Linked DNA regions of Anas platyrhynchos: region 1 is linked to region 2. A link is a contact called in public Hi-C data. All regions are on one chromosome and are shown on one strand. The core of a region is the stretch at or near the end of the contact, and the rest is flanking DNA. Distances in the headings are between cores, read along the strand shown.

Region 1 (6,063 bases), core at 3,148-5,647, 39 kb after region 2:
GCATTAAGAGGTCTTGGTGCCTCCTCCAATCCTACAACACAGCGCTGCACTTACAGGAGCCGCTCACATCCTGTGGGTTGATGGTGGCTTCAGCAGGTTCAAAGGCGCCGGTGCGGAGAACATAGTCAGTGCTAAGGGCCATGGTGTTCACCCAGTGAGCGTGGCCCTGCAAGGTGCGGCAGAGGACGCCCTGGAAACAAAACCACACGCTTAAGAGAGGGACGGGCAGCACAGAACCAGACCAGGTTCAACCCACACCAGGAGGAGCGGACAAAGCTCCAATGCCACATGCAGCCCCCTTGGTCAGCAGGCCACAGGGCTGCCTGCCCCACTTACATCCTGGCTCCTCCAGACTTTGATGGTTCTGTCCTGGGAGGAGGAGTAGAGCAAGCCATCGCCACCCCACTTCACGCACGTCACCGACTGCGTGTGGCCCGTCAGGATTTTGTCACACCTGCCCATCAACGTGTCCCAGATGCGGACGCTGCCATCCTTGGAGGCACTTGCCAGGTAGCGGCACTCCGGGTTTCTGGGAAAGAAGACCATCAAATCCACATGGACTGCAGGCACAGCTAAGATCTTACTGGGTCAGCCTCAGAGGATTTAAGAGCCCAGAAGTTTCTAAAATACAACGTTCTCTTTTGGCTTAACAACCGAGAGAGGCCAGGCAGAGGCAACTACAAAGAACCAGATCCCACAGGCAGGGGACCAGCAGACAGATGCATCCCTCCAAACCAACTCTTGGGCTGAAAAGGATGCTCGCTGCCTCCTGCTGCATTGCTGCTCTCAGGAGTTTCCCTTTTGTCTCCCTTTAGCTGTCTGTTGACAGCAAAGCATCCTCAAAGAAAAAGCAAAACCAAGCAGCACAACGCTAAGCCAAGCAGTCAGGAGATTTAGTAACAACTGACAGCACCACTGGCCACATCGACGGCATGAGGGCAGTGCTGGGGTGAGGAAGAACACAGCCCTTCCTCTTGTGCAGCTGGCTGGAGACGGGGAAGTCGAGCTCTGGCAGGGTTGTCTCCCAGCTCTCCATTTCCTGATCCTCCTTTATAATCAGTTTTTGCAAATCCAATTAATTGTTTGCGGGAGTTTCCTACCAGCAAATTCAATTTGCAGGGCTCTGCTCTGAAGGGACCCTTTTTTTCCTTCTTTATTTCTATAATGGCTTGGATTATTGGCTATAACTGTCCCCCCTCACCCACCCCTCCTAGACAGAGCTTTAGCCGATCCAAGGGATAAGGAGATTGCAGAGTTAATCAGCCCTCAAGATAAACAAACAGAGGCAATCAGGATGCAGGAGGGCAGAACAGGAGTGCTCTGCACAGGCTGAGCTCAGACTACACGCTTGTAGGTTTTCCTGCTCCCATCTTAGCACACTGAGCAGCTTGTCCAGCACTGAAAACATCAAGCCCTTTCCATTGGCAGGTACCTCGTTTATATGGGGTGAGGGGAGCAGAGGCACAGCCCAGCAGCAGCTTCCTCTGCACCCTCACAGGGACTGCGAGCAGCGGCTGTGACTCCTGAGCTGGATGCCTTTTTCCTGCCCCACCTCACAGGACGTTCTGCTGCACACGCTCCCTCTGTGCACCATAACAGGAGAAAGGCAAACAGGAGGAATGCCCTTCAGGTCAAGCTGGTCTTTTCCTTAAAAGTAACGGGGCAGAAGGGCTGGGCTGGCCCCTCACTTACATGTGGAGCGGCTCCCAGCACAGGCACGTGATCCATTTGGAGTGGCCGGCGAGAACCCGGCCGATCTGATTGCCGGTGGCTGGGTCCCAGAGAAATATCTGCCCGAGAGAAAGCAAGAGGGTCGTGTCAGGCCACACATCATGTGAATCCCAGGAATGTCGAGGCTCCATTTAGAAAGGATAGGTGTCCCCAGTCTTGTGGGGCTGCGATTTACGTTGGCACACATAGCAGAACAGGAAGAGAGCAGGACTGGATGCCTTTGCAGATCCCAGCAGCAATCAGCTGATGTCTCAGCGCATGAGACCCGATCGCCCTTCTCTCTGCTTTAGATGCTGCTGTTACAAAAATATCTGCCTCAACCCAAAAGCAATCCAGGTCTCCAGAAAGCCAGCCTGAGCCTTTGACATTCTGCGCCAGAGCGTTGGTGAATGTTTACAGAGCATGATGAAAGCCAGAGAGTGCTAAATGCTACTTATTATCGGATTCTGTGGGCGGGACACATGCTAGTTTTCTGTTGTTTTTTCCCTCTCTATATAAATGCTCATCCAAAGAGCCAAGGCATTAGTCATCTGCTACTTAAGAACCTGGGAAAAACAGAGAACGATGCAGCTCCCTGGGTTAAACTGAAGCCAGAACCTGCCTGTTTCCTTGGGCTCGTGTCACAGTGGCCTTCCAGAGCAGCTGCACAGACAGTGAGCCCAGGACAGCGCCGCTTGGCAGCTCTGCAGCCGCTCTCTGTGCTCCCAGACTGTCCGAAGGTCAGAGCAAGCGAAGGTCCCGCTGCACCCCAAGTAACTGACTCGCTTGTAATTGCAGCCAAGTGCCCCTGCTTCCCCAGGCATTTCTGGAAGCTGCTTAGGCACATGTTTTTTGCCCCACAGCTGGGGAAGGGCCCCCTTTGCATTCCTGTAAGAGGGAATTTGTCTGTGTCTCAGCGGGAGCAGCGAAACAGGCTGCCACTGCATGTCTGGGTCATGCAAACAGCAACCTTGGCTTGGCCGTGCAACACCCTGCTTGCTCCAGACACCTCCCTCGTGATGGAGCCGTCTGCCAAGGGCCATGTCCAAATCCTGGACTCTTTCCTGTACAGAGGCAAAAGCATCTGCCACGAGACAGCAGGGCTCGGCGGCGAGACTGCTGCAACAGAAACAAAGCCCTGCCTGGCACAGCTGAGGCACAGGCCAGCTCAGAGCCACTACTCGCAGCCACTATGAAGCATCCGCACACAGAGCTCTTTCAGGGCACAGGAAATCCTGCTCCGAATGACTGGACACTTGCCTTGCCCAAGCTGCCAAAGAAAACAAGTCTTCGCCCCTAAAGCCCCTGGCACTCACTTTGCAGGCTGCGTTTTGCTTCAGACCAGAGCTGCACAGGGTCTCCTGGGCAAGGCCACTCTGCACTCCCCCAGATTCCCCCCAGCCCAGCTGCTGGGGCACCACGGGACCACGGAGCCAGCACCCACCTGGCTGTTCTTGCAGCCCGAGGCCAACTTCTTGCCGTCAGGAGACCAGGCGATGCTGAGCACCCAGTGTCGGTGGCCTGGCAGAGAAAGCGTGAGCAAGAGTGAGCGGAGAGCTGCACCGACCTGGCCCCAGCACGCAGCACTCCCAGGACAAAAGAAAATCCTGCATGTTCCTCATCCTTTCTTCACTTCAGTAGTGGAAGAGAGCAACTCCCCTCCAAGGGAAGGTGCCATGTGGCTGGCACAGCACCCAAGGGCTGCTCTGTGTCCCCCTGGGCAGGGGGAAGGATCCCTGCGGGCCTTCAGGAGCCGCCCCCTGGCACACCCCACACCCACCTTTGGCTGTGAACTGCGGCGTCTCCGTGCTGAGGTCCCAGAAGCGGACCGTGGTGTCTCCAGAGCCACTCGCCAGGTACCTGCGACAGGAGAAAGAGCCAGGCTCAGCACGGTGACCCTGCCTTGCCCCGAGCCCCCCGCCTGCACCCAGCCCCTCGTACTTTCCCGTGGGGCTGAAGGCGACGGAGATGACAGCCTCAGTGTGCCCCTCCAGGGAGCTGGTGCAGCGGGTCACTGCCCGCACCCTGAACACCGCCTGCGGCTGGTAGACGATGTCCAGCACCTTCTCTGTCTCCACCGCCTGCCCCGCCAAGGTCTTCTCCAGCGACACCACGATCTCGGCATCGCGGAAGAAGAAGGCCAAGGGCACCGGTTCGTCCTGCAAGAGAAGGGGCAGGAGCGATAGCGCGGGGCAGCCCAGGTGCCGGGACGCCCGGTGCCCCCCGGCCTCACCTCCTGCAGCAGCGCGTTGCACACCAGCTGCAGCTCTCCCGGCGTGATGCGGAGCGGGACATCGAAGGGGGACCCCAGGGGCTCCCCGGATTCATCGCGGAACTGGATCAGGAGCCGCTCCACGTCCTCGGGAGGCGCCGCGCCCTGCGGGACAGCGGGCTCAGCACCGGGACCCCGGCAGCACAGCCCGGGGGCACGGCGGGGCCCAGACGCCCCACGCCGGGCCGGTAGCGGCCCCCCTTAGCGAGCACCCCTCCGAGGGACGGGGCCCTACGGGGGACCCCCACAGCAGCCAGGGGGTCCCGGAGCGCCCCGTCCCCCCCCGGTGCCCCCCTCACCGCCATGTGCGCGCTGCTGCCCGCGTGCGCCGGAAGCGGCCGCGCCGCCGGGGCGGGACCGGGGGGAGCCGGGCGCGGCGCTGCTGCCCCCCGGCGGCCGGCGGGGGCTCGGGGAAACGCAGGTTCGAGACCCCCCTGAGCACGGACTCGGTCCCCGCCGGTCATGGCTTTCCCGGTAGTGGCCACCGAGATGCTTTTTTAATACCTTTCTCACACGTAACGCTGTAAAAGCGTAAGGAGGCTCCTAGATTGTTACATTGTCGTGTACAAAAATAAAGTAATTCTGCAGCCTGTGCCTTGCCCGTGTTAGTAGGAGGGCTGGGCTGCAGAGTGGAGTGTTTTATCCGCCATAAAAAAACACTGGCTCCATGGGCTCCGCACCAAGGACAGAGACTCAACCCTGCTATGCAAAACACAGCAAGAAATACAGCATCTCCTGTCCCACCCAGCACAAACCAGTGACAAGCATGGCAAGCATCAGGTGTCCGTAGCCTCCAGCACTCTATCAAAATTCAATACTGCCTACACACAGAAGAGGGAAACCAAACCAACCACAGAATACTGTCTTACCAGTTCGCCACCATTCAAACAAAACAGCTTAGAGAAATTACCCAAAGCAAGAGCTCAGCCAGTCAGTGACAGCTCCCAAGGCCATGTCTGTGCACCCTGGAGGAGCAGGCTGGTCCCATGAGTGAGATGGGACCTTGCCAGCCATTTCTCCCTGCTTTTTGTTCCAAAAGTATTTCTGATCAAGCCCTAGAATTTATTGAAATGATTCTTAGTATACTACGTCATCCCATTACAAGATTAATTAGCGTTTGCAAATGTACCAAGGACAAACATTTCAGGTGTTTTTTGTTTTTTTTATGAACCCATAAGACCCACCTTTAAAAAACATGTAAACTCAAATCCCATCAAAACAGAAAATTGACACAAGTTTTAATATTTATATATTTTAAATCAAAACACAATTAAATATAGTATGCTTTAAGTACACGAATACTTGGGCATGAGAGAAATAAGAGGTGGTACATAGTACCAAAAACCTATACACAGCCTTTTTTGCTTTTTTTTTCTTATAGATAATACAGTGTCTCTATACAATCAAATATTGCAACAGTATAACACTTGCTAGTCAATCAAGATACTCTGAACATTGGAGATGATTTCTTTGCAAAGTGATTTTTTGCACAAGTTCAAGGAAAAAAAGCAATCATAAGAGTTAAATAAAAACCAAAATGGAAGTTTTGTATACTAAAAATGCAGCGATAACATAACAGTGACACAGAGTGTTTTTGATACTCTGCAAAATCAAGTTGCTGGGAAAAATAGAGGTGCCGTGTCACATCGTGGCTTTTTTTTTTTTTTTTTACTTAAACTAAAGGTTTTGCAAATTGCAAGTGTTGACAACATCAGGGAAAAGGTGGCTGAAGGTCATTAAAAATTATTTTTCTTTGTAAACCAAACCTCTGGAATTAGATACTACGCTGGTTTGAGGACAACAAGTTATGGAGAATGGCAGCAGCACATGGCAGTAATTACTTTTTTCCTTGCTTGTGGGATGGAAAGAAAAAAGATGGAGCAGGCTACTGGCTACGATCTCCTCAAAGCACAGGCTGCATTCAGAGCCAACGCTCGGGAGCAGAGGGCTGCACAAGCACAAGACTGGCTTTCAAGTCTGCTCGAGTGGGCTGTGTGTCTGAAGCAGGGGATGAGTGTGTGCAGGTGTAAGAGCTCGACAAGGAAGAGTTACGCTGTCCAGGCTTCGCTCCTGATCATTCT
Region 2 (6,593 bases), core at 3,673-6,172:
CTGTGAAATATGTTTGACCATCAACTCACTAGATGGCAAAGAGAATGGATTTAGCATATTGGCTATTTGGACTAAGGCTACATACACTGATGAGATGATGCTTGTGTTCAAGCTGCCAAAAAGGCAAGATTTCAGGGTGACAGCTGTACTGGCAGCTGCAGTACTTCTGGCAACCTGCGTCAAGACAAATAAAGTATTTGGATTCAGCAGGAATGGCATAAACAATAATGAAATTTCAAGTGCAGCCACCAAGACTCTAGGTTGAATAGAGTTTCTCAAGTACTGGAATTATATTACTGCAAACTGCAATGTGAATGCAACATTGCATGTTAATGACTTGTTTTGTTTGTAACAATTTAATCTGCAGACTAAAAAGGCAGCTCCCTCTCATGGCTTCTGCAAGAAAAGTATGTATTAAAAAACAGAAAAATATTTATATGTATTCATATGAAACAGTTTGGGATCAGTACTTAGGGCAGTCATTTATTTTTAGTCTGTCAGAACATGTTTTTCAAAAGTTCATTATGTACAAAGGAAGTCCACACTTGAATATGAACTCAAAATTTCTCCTAAAGCACAAAGATTTGGAAGAGCTATAAACAATCATTTAAGCAGATGGCTTTGGGGAAACATCTCCTATGAACATCTCACCTACTCTGAGATGCCATTCCTCTTTCAAAATAAGGAAACTGAAACTTGATAAAGTGGTCTCTTCCTTGTGATAGTTTTATGTTTCATGATGAGGAACTGTACAAAGTTACAAATGGTATGCAAGACTTCAGTTTTGTGGCCACAGCTTCCTAGATAAAATATGTATCTTTGTAACCTCAAAGAACTGACACCGAAGTGACAACAATTTCACTCACCTTTAAAAAAATTGCACAACTTAAAATAAACTATTCTAATTAGTTTTTCCCTAGGCTGTGCTGTAACTTAGTATATAAGATTCTTAAGAGCTGGCCAAGGCAATCTTTTGATATTGGCTCTGTTTCATAAATGTATGCTTTAAAAAACATCTTAAACTTCTTGCAGTTTGCTCAGTAAAGTGCCCAGCTGTTACGACACATCTTCCAGCCTTCTTAAGCCTGTGCTTTTCTAGTTAGACTTTGAATAAGAGCCACTTCATCTTGATTCCATTCCTCTCCATTTAAACAATGTGCTATAGAGCAGCCTTTCTGCCTGCAGCTCCAACAGAGTACTCGTCTATTCCTCACTAAATTCCCAGCTGAGAATTTGCCTGTTTGAAATCAGTCTGCTTGTCTGTCTCATAGCATTGAAACCTGTCATTTCAGAAAGCAGTCTTAAATTTCTTTGGTGGCTGCTCTGTTGTCAGCACCATCACTGGGAAGGGTTCTCAATCCAAAGTTTCTTCCCTGCTGCCACTGGCAGCAAGAGTTACTCAATTCATTCAGAAGCTGCATTACGACAAATATCTTCAGGCCCTCAAAAATCTCAGTACAGATTATCTTGCTTCACCCAGAAGCAAAGAACTTCCCATACCCATTTAAATGCTGAAAACAGACATGCTGCAATTTGTGATATTTTACAAATAGAAATACCACTGCAGTCATTTGAAATTAAGAAACAAAGTAGGAATAGAATGCAGGAAACAGATGAAATGAAACATTAAATACTCTTATAGCCATAAAATCAGTCCTGTTGTATACTACAAATAGGTTTAACATTGGAAAAAGGCAGTAAACCAACTGTCCTACAAAGTTCTATCCAAAAAAAAGATGCAGCAAAATAGCACATATTCTGCTTTGCATTCCATCCATTTTCCCCTAAGCCTTTTTATTTTTCTATTTCATAAAAGAAAAGAGAGTATTTCAAATCTGAGGCTTCACTTAGTCCTTGTCTTTTCCTGATTGCCAATGGCACAGCAGTTAAAAAGGAAATGTTTAAGATATCTCATAGAATTTTTCATATGGATGAAATCATCCCCAGTTATGTGAAATACCTACTAAAAGAAATGAAGACACTAACAACTCCAGAGAATTTTGGAAAGTGTTTAAACAGGGAAAATAACCCAAACCGTAGTTTCAACACTACCTCTTAAAAAATCAAAATAAAGAGGATAGCTAGTATTTTAGACAAAGAAGAGCTTGCACCTAAGATGCATGTACAGCAACAGAATGTGTTGCCGAGTTGCAGATTCCTTTGTCCAATTCTTCTGATGTTACAGTGCAATTCAATCTTATAGAGTCTCAATTTTTTTCCCCTGCTAGCATACCAATTTATGACGTGCAAAGCTTACTGAATGCTTAGCAACACCATCAGATCCTAGGCAATTTCCTACGGGAACGATGAAAACATGTTGCACACTGTACAAAAAAAGAAAAACTTCAGAACTTCAGCCACTCTCTTATTGTGTAGAGAATTAATTATGGGAAAATTAATTATGGGAAAAGGGGTCCTGATACAACCATACTCAGGCTAAGTTTCTATAGAAACTCAGTGTACAGGTTACCAAGCGTCTCCTATTAATCCATACTTATGTAGTGTTGGCTCTCCTTGTTCTTCACAGAATTCTGTAGAAGCTGTACCAAAATCATACAGGTTGCTTCGCCCAGTCTCTCACCTGAGAAGTTTCTGCTCCTTGATTCATGTCCTTGAAGCTGTCCACAACAACAGTGTCCAAGCTGCTCAGGTATTGTTCCAACTAAGCAAATAAAATCAAAATGTGAATTTATGCTTAGTACTTCATCCACAAATGAAGGTGAAGGAAAATAAAACCTGTTTATCTTACTTATACCAGACATTTTAACAGAAATGGATTGCTGTAAACGTGACTGCTTGAGTATAAGAAAAGCATTGCAGAGGGATCTGGATAAGTTAGATCAATGAGCTGAGTCCAATCGTGTGACATTCAACAAGGGTGTCAGGTCTTGCATTTGGGTCATAACAACCCAATGCAGTGGTATTGGCTTGAGGAGGAGTGGCTGGAAAGCTGCCCAGCAGAAAAGGACCTGTGGGTGTCGATCAACAGCCAGCTGAACACGAGCCAGCAGCGTGTCCAGGTGGCCAAGAAGGCCAATGACAGGACTAGGGAAGTGCAGCCAGCAGAGCTAGAGAAGAGTGATCGTCCTCTTGTATGCAGCACCGGTGAAACCATGATCTAGTTGAGCAGATTTCAGTTTAAGGCAACTTCAGGCAAGAATTAGTCTTCTGAATAACTGTTCCAGATAAACCTTCCCAAGAATTTATGGGCTTACCTAGCGGTGAGGGAGAATATGGTCTTGAAGATCCTGTGGATAAGCGGCGCCCAACACCCTGCGCAGTGTCAGCTGGTACTGGAGAACAGGAACCCATCTTCATGAAGCCCATTGGACTAGTATTTGAGCGTCTCACAACCCCAGCTCTAACAAGATGAAAAGAATGGTTATACATGCTATAGCAACTGTGGATCCTTAAGATGAGGTTCACAATCCACTAAGGAGTATAATGATCAATTTAAAAAAAAAAAAAAAAAAGATATTTAGAGAGAAAGCCACAAAGCTGAAGCTTACTAATGTAATAACTTAAGCTAAGCCTTCCAGTGAGAAAACAAGACAAATAGAATTCCCTTTGTTCCCACTATGATTATAACTTTCAAAGCCATAGCAGTCTGTTAACTGGAGAAATTTAAAACAGATATATCCCTTAGTACATGGATTACTGATATTCAGACAACTAGCCATTTAATTTTGAATTTTACAACTGAGTGAAATGTATTATCACAAATGTTCACTTTTATGGTTGGAAAAAGAAGGAACCTACAAAAAAGATTAGGACAAAGTTTTAAGTATTGGACCTGGTATGAAGTTCAACTACTGAGAACACATTATTTTAGGGAAAGGCATGCCCTCAAGTGTAGGAACAACTGTAAAATCAAAGATCTTGAACAAAAAGCAAGGAACCATGTTGGTTTTTTTTTTCGTACAGACCTCCAGAGATCTCAAGAGTTTGAGTCTTTTGTCCTTCACCATCCCTATCTTGTAGATCACAAGGCATAGAATAAGTCTAGCACACTAGAGCCTTGTATTAAGACAAGCTGGTTAACTAGTATGCCAAAAAGTGTTTCCTTGATATTCTATAGAACAACGCATTCATCACTGTATGTATGAAAACAAAATTTATTACTTTCTAGTTTATGATGTAATGCTGCATAATACACAAAGGAGGGAAAAAAGCAAGACTTCATCTTCTTACTTTCTTTGGATGCAATTGCCTAAACAAACAAGCTCATTTTGTTTTAGTGAAAAATTTCAACTGTCCATTCAACAACCTTGAGAATGTGAAGGACTATTACTTGTTATCATTAAAACGCCTCTTTAGTATGGTCTTGTGCAGAAAAAAATGACATCAATATGGACATCTGTGAAGGTGCAAATACAAACTAGAACCAAGAAAAAGGAATTAGAATACTCACCTTGGTGATCCGTGGGGGTTTGATACAGGACTGGCAGTAGAGGAGAGGTTCTGTTCTATACGCTGGTAATTCCGGAGCTGAGTGGGAACTGGGATAGGTGCTGTTTCACTGCGGGGGGATACTGAAGGCTGACAATGCCTGAAGTAGGAAGATATGGAGAGAGGAGATAAACAGAGGTAGACAGGTCTCTCTCTAAATTGTACCATTCTCAGAAGTTAAATAAAATCTGTGAAACTGACAAACTGATTCTAAACTCCCCACGTGCAGTGTGATCTTAGCTTGTCCTAATCTAGCTCTGACACTTCACAGAGAAAGACAAAGAACTGTTCGTTACTACCTACCTTTCTTATACTGGCTAGTACCAGATCGAGCTGAGAGTGCAGTACTAGCTGAAGCATTTCGTCATGCATCACAGCGATCTACAGATCCCTCCGACTTCCTGCCAATCAGCCCGCTCTGTTTACCACACTTCAAAATAGCGTTCTAGGAAAACCCACTGTGCTAAGAACAGGAAGTTCAGCAGCAGGGCTGGAATGTGTACAAAAGCCACTAAAGCACAGAGATATCCCATGAGACACAGTGAACTTGCAAAAGGAAAACATGTTATGTAACCAACCCTTGACAAAATGACCAAAACCACACACCTGAACATTAATCCACAGACGCAAACTGCAGATTAGCATTGCTCAAGTTCAACCAAGTGTCAGTGACCCGGTTTATCTCAGTGTACTGCCTGATAAGGGAATCAAACCACCGCAGCATAAGCAGTTACCAACACTTTTAAAAGAATTAGACCGAAAGAATTTCAAACTAAATGACTTTTGGGAATATAATCAGCTTAGTATCAAGCCCCTTATTGATTAATTCTTCAGAAAACAGGCAAAAATTAGAGATTCTCAGAGGAGATGTGAAAGAAGTCCTACCACTCCTACTTAAAAGCTCTAGAAAACAAGCAGTTACACCACTTACTGCATGGATACAGCTGAACAGCAATCTTGGTTTCTGACTCTATCATATTCCCTTTGCAACCTCTGAGAATGAAATACTACTTCCTAATATGCATGGTCCTTCCTTAGCAAAAGAAAACAGGTTTGTCCTTTTATTGCCACCCAGGTTCTAGAGACTACTGAGTAATTTTGAAAAGCAGCTGGAACAAGCCTCAATAGATCTGTACCAACACTTTTTCCACAGCCTCATCAGTTTCCCTGAATTTAAACCCATACTCACTAAGTTTCTCAGCTGTGCCTGACAGAAGTCCTAAGTCTGCTGTGCCACAGTGACCAGCCTGGCAGAAGATGGGAAAAATCTGCAGCTGTGACCACACAGGCAGTGGAAAGCCTGAAAGCTTCCACACAAGGAGAAGGTCTCACAAGTAGAAACCACACAAAGGCAGTAGGCAGCCTGCTCTGAATACCACAACAAGCTGAGGCAGCACAGGGAGGCTCCCTGGTCTGACCTGGAGAGGGGAAATCCAAACCATAGCAGTGCTGCTGAGGAGGCCATGAAGGCACTTCAATTTTTAAAGTACCCAGCATGGAACATGCCTTCCCCTGTTGTCACACAGCCTTACAGGTAGGTCCTTGTGAGGCAAGTGCTGTGTTAGCATGGTGGTATAGCACTTGGCCTTCTTCAGGGCTCCCCAGCTCAGGCCCAAAGCCACGCTCTGGTTAGGCATCCCCTAGTCTGATGTGGTTTGCTACTGGTTAGAGAAAGAGGCAATACAGACGTGTGCAGAGTTGCATGCAAATCTTGTATCTGTGGGATCTAGAGAACAAAATTAGGAATTAACCACAGAAGAGTGAACCGCCTCCACCTATTGTGCCTGTTCTGGCTGGAGCATGAGAAGCATCACAGCTTCTTCTGCTTGCCACAAAGCAGCGTAACTATGGGTACCATTCATGCAGTTCTATCATCTAATCAGAAAAAAAAACAACACTGTATTACAGGGCATAACAACATTTTGTAAAAATAAATAAATAAATAAATAAATAAATAAATAAATCGCACGCTATGAAAGAACACTTCTCAGCATCAAATAACCAAAAAAACAAAGCAGCATCTGGTAGATTATCTGCTACCTTGAGACAATAACCTAAAGCAGTCAGCCAGTCACCAAATTTACTCAACCAATAGCTACATCAAACTTTTGCAGTACAAACTGACTGTGTGAACAGTAGGCACC

What was found. Hi-C and Micro-C count contacts between places; a contact is called where the count stands out from the background.
Region 1: a Hi-C map of skeletal muscle shows a contact between it and region 2, with 2.6 times the contacts expected there. The contact joins the promoter of NLE1 here to the enhancer-like site in region 2. A contact is called at or near these places in 2 of 8 Hi-C or Micro-C datasets (both in skeletal muscle).

The regions. Positions count from the first base shown.
Region 1 is chr20:3,839,336-3,845,398 of IASCAAS_PekinDuck_T2T, forward strand. It overlaps NLE1 (notchless homolog 1), which reads right to left and starts at 4,398. Exons shown (of 13, transcript XM_027472682.3): 1 at 4,282-4,398; 2 at 3,944-4,087; 3 at 3,652-3,869; 4 at 3,491-3,570; 5 at 3,155-3,231; 6 at 1,693-1,790; 7 at 337-529; 8 at 55-190. The coding sequence starts at 4,287. It overlaps AKAP10 (A-kinase anchoring protein 10), which reads right to left. Exons shown (of 14, transcript XM_027472678.3): 14 at 5,215-6,063.
Region 2 is chr20:3,799,534-3,806,126 of IASCAAS_PekinDuck_T2T, forward strand. ULK2 (unc-51 like autophagy activating kinase 2) reads right to left here. Exons shown (of 28, transcript XM_027472676.3): 16 at 4,412-4,549; 17 at 3,216-3,361; 18 at 2,582-2,662. Among named protein-coding and RNA genes, the nearest start is that of ULK2, 27 kb to the right of the region's middle. Within about 2 kb of position 4,923, at least 6 of the 8 cell types and tissues checked have an H3K27ac peak or open chromatin away from gene starts, as enhancers often do.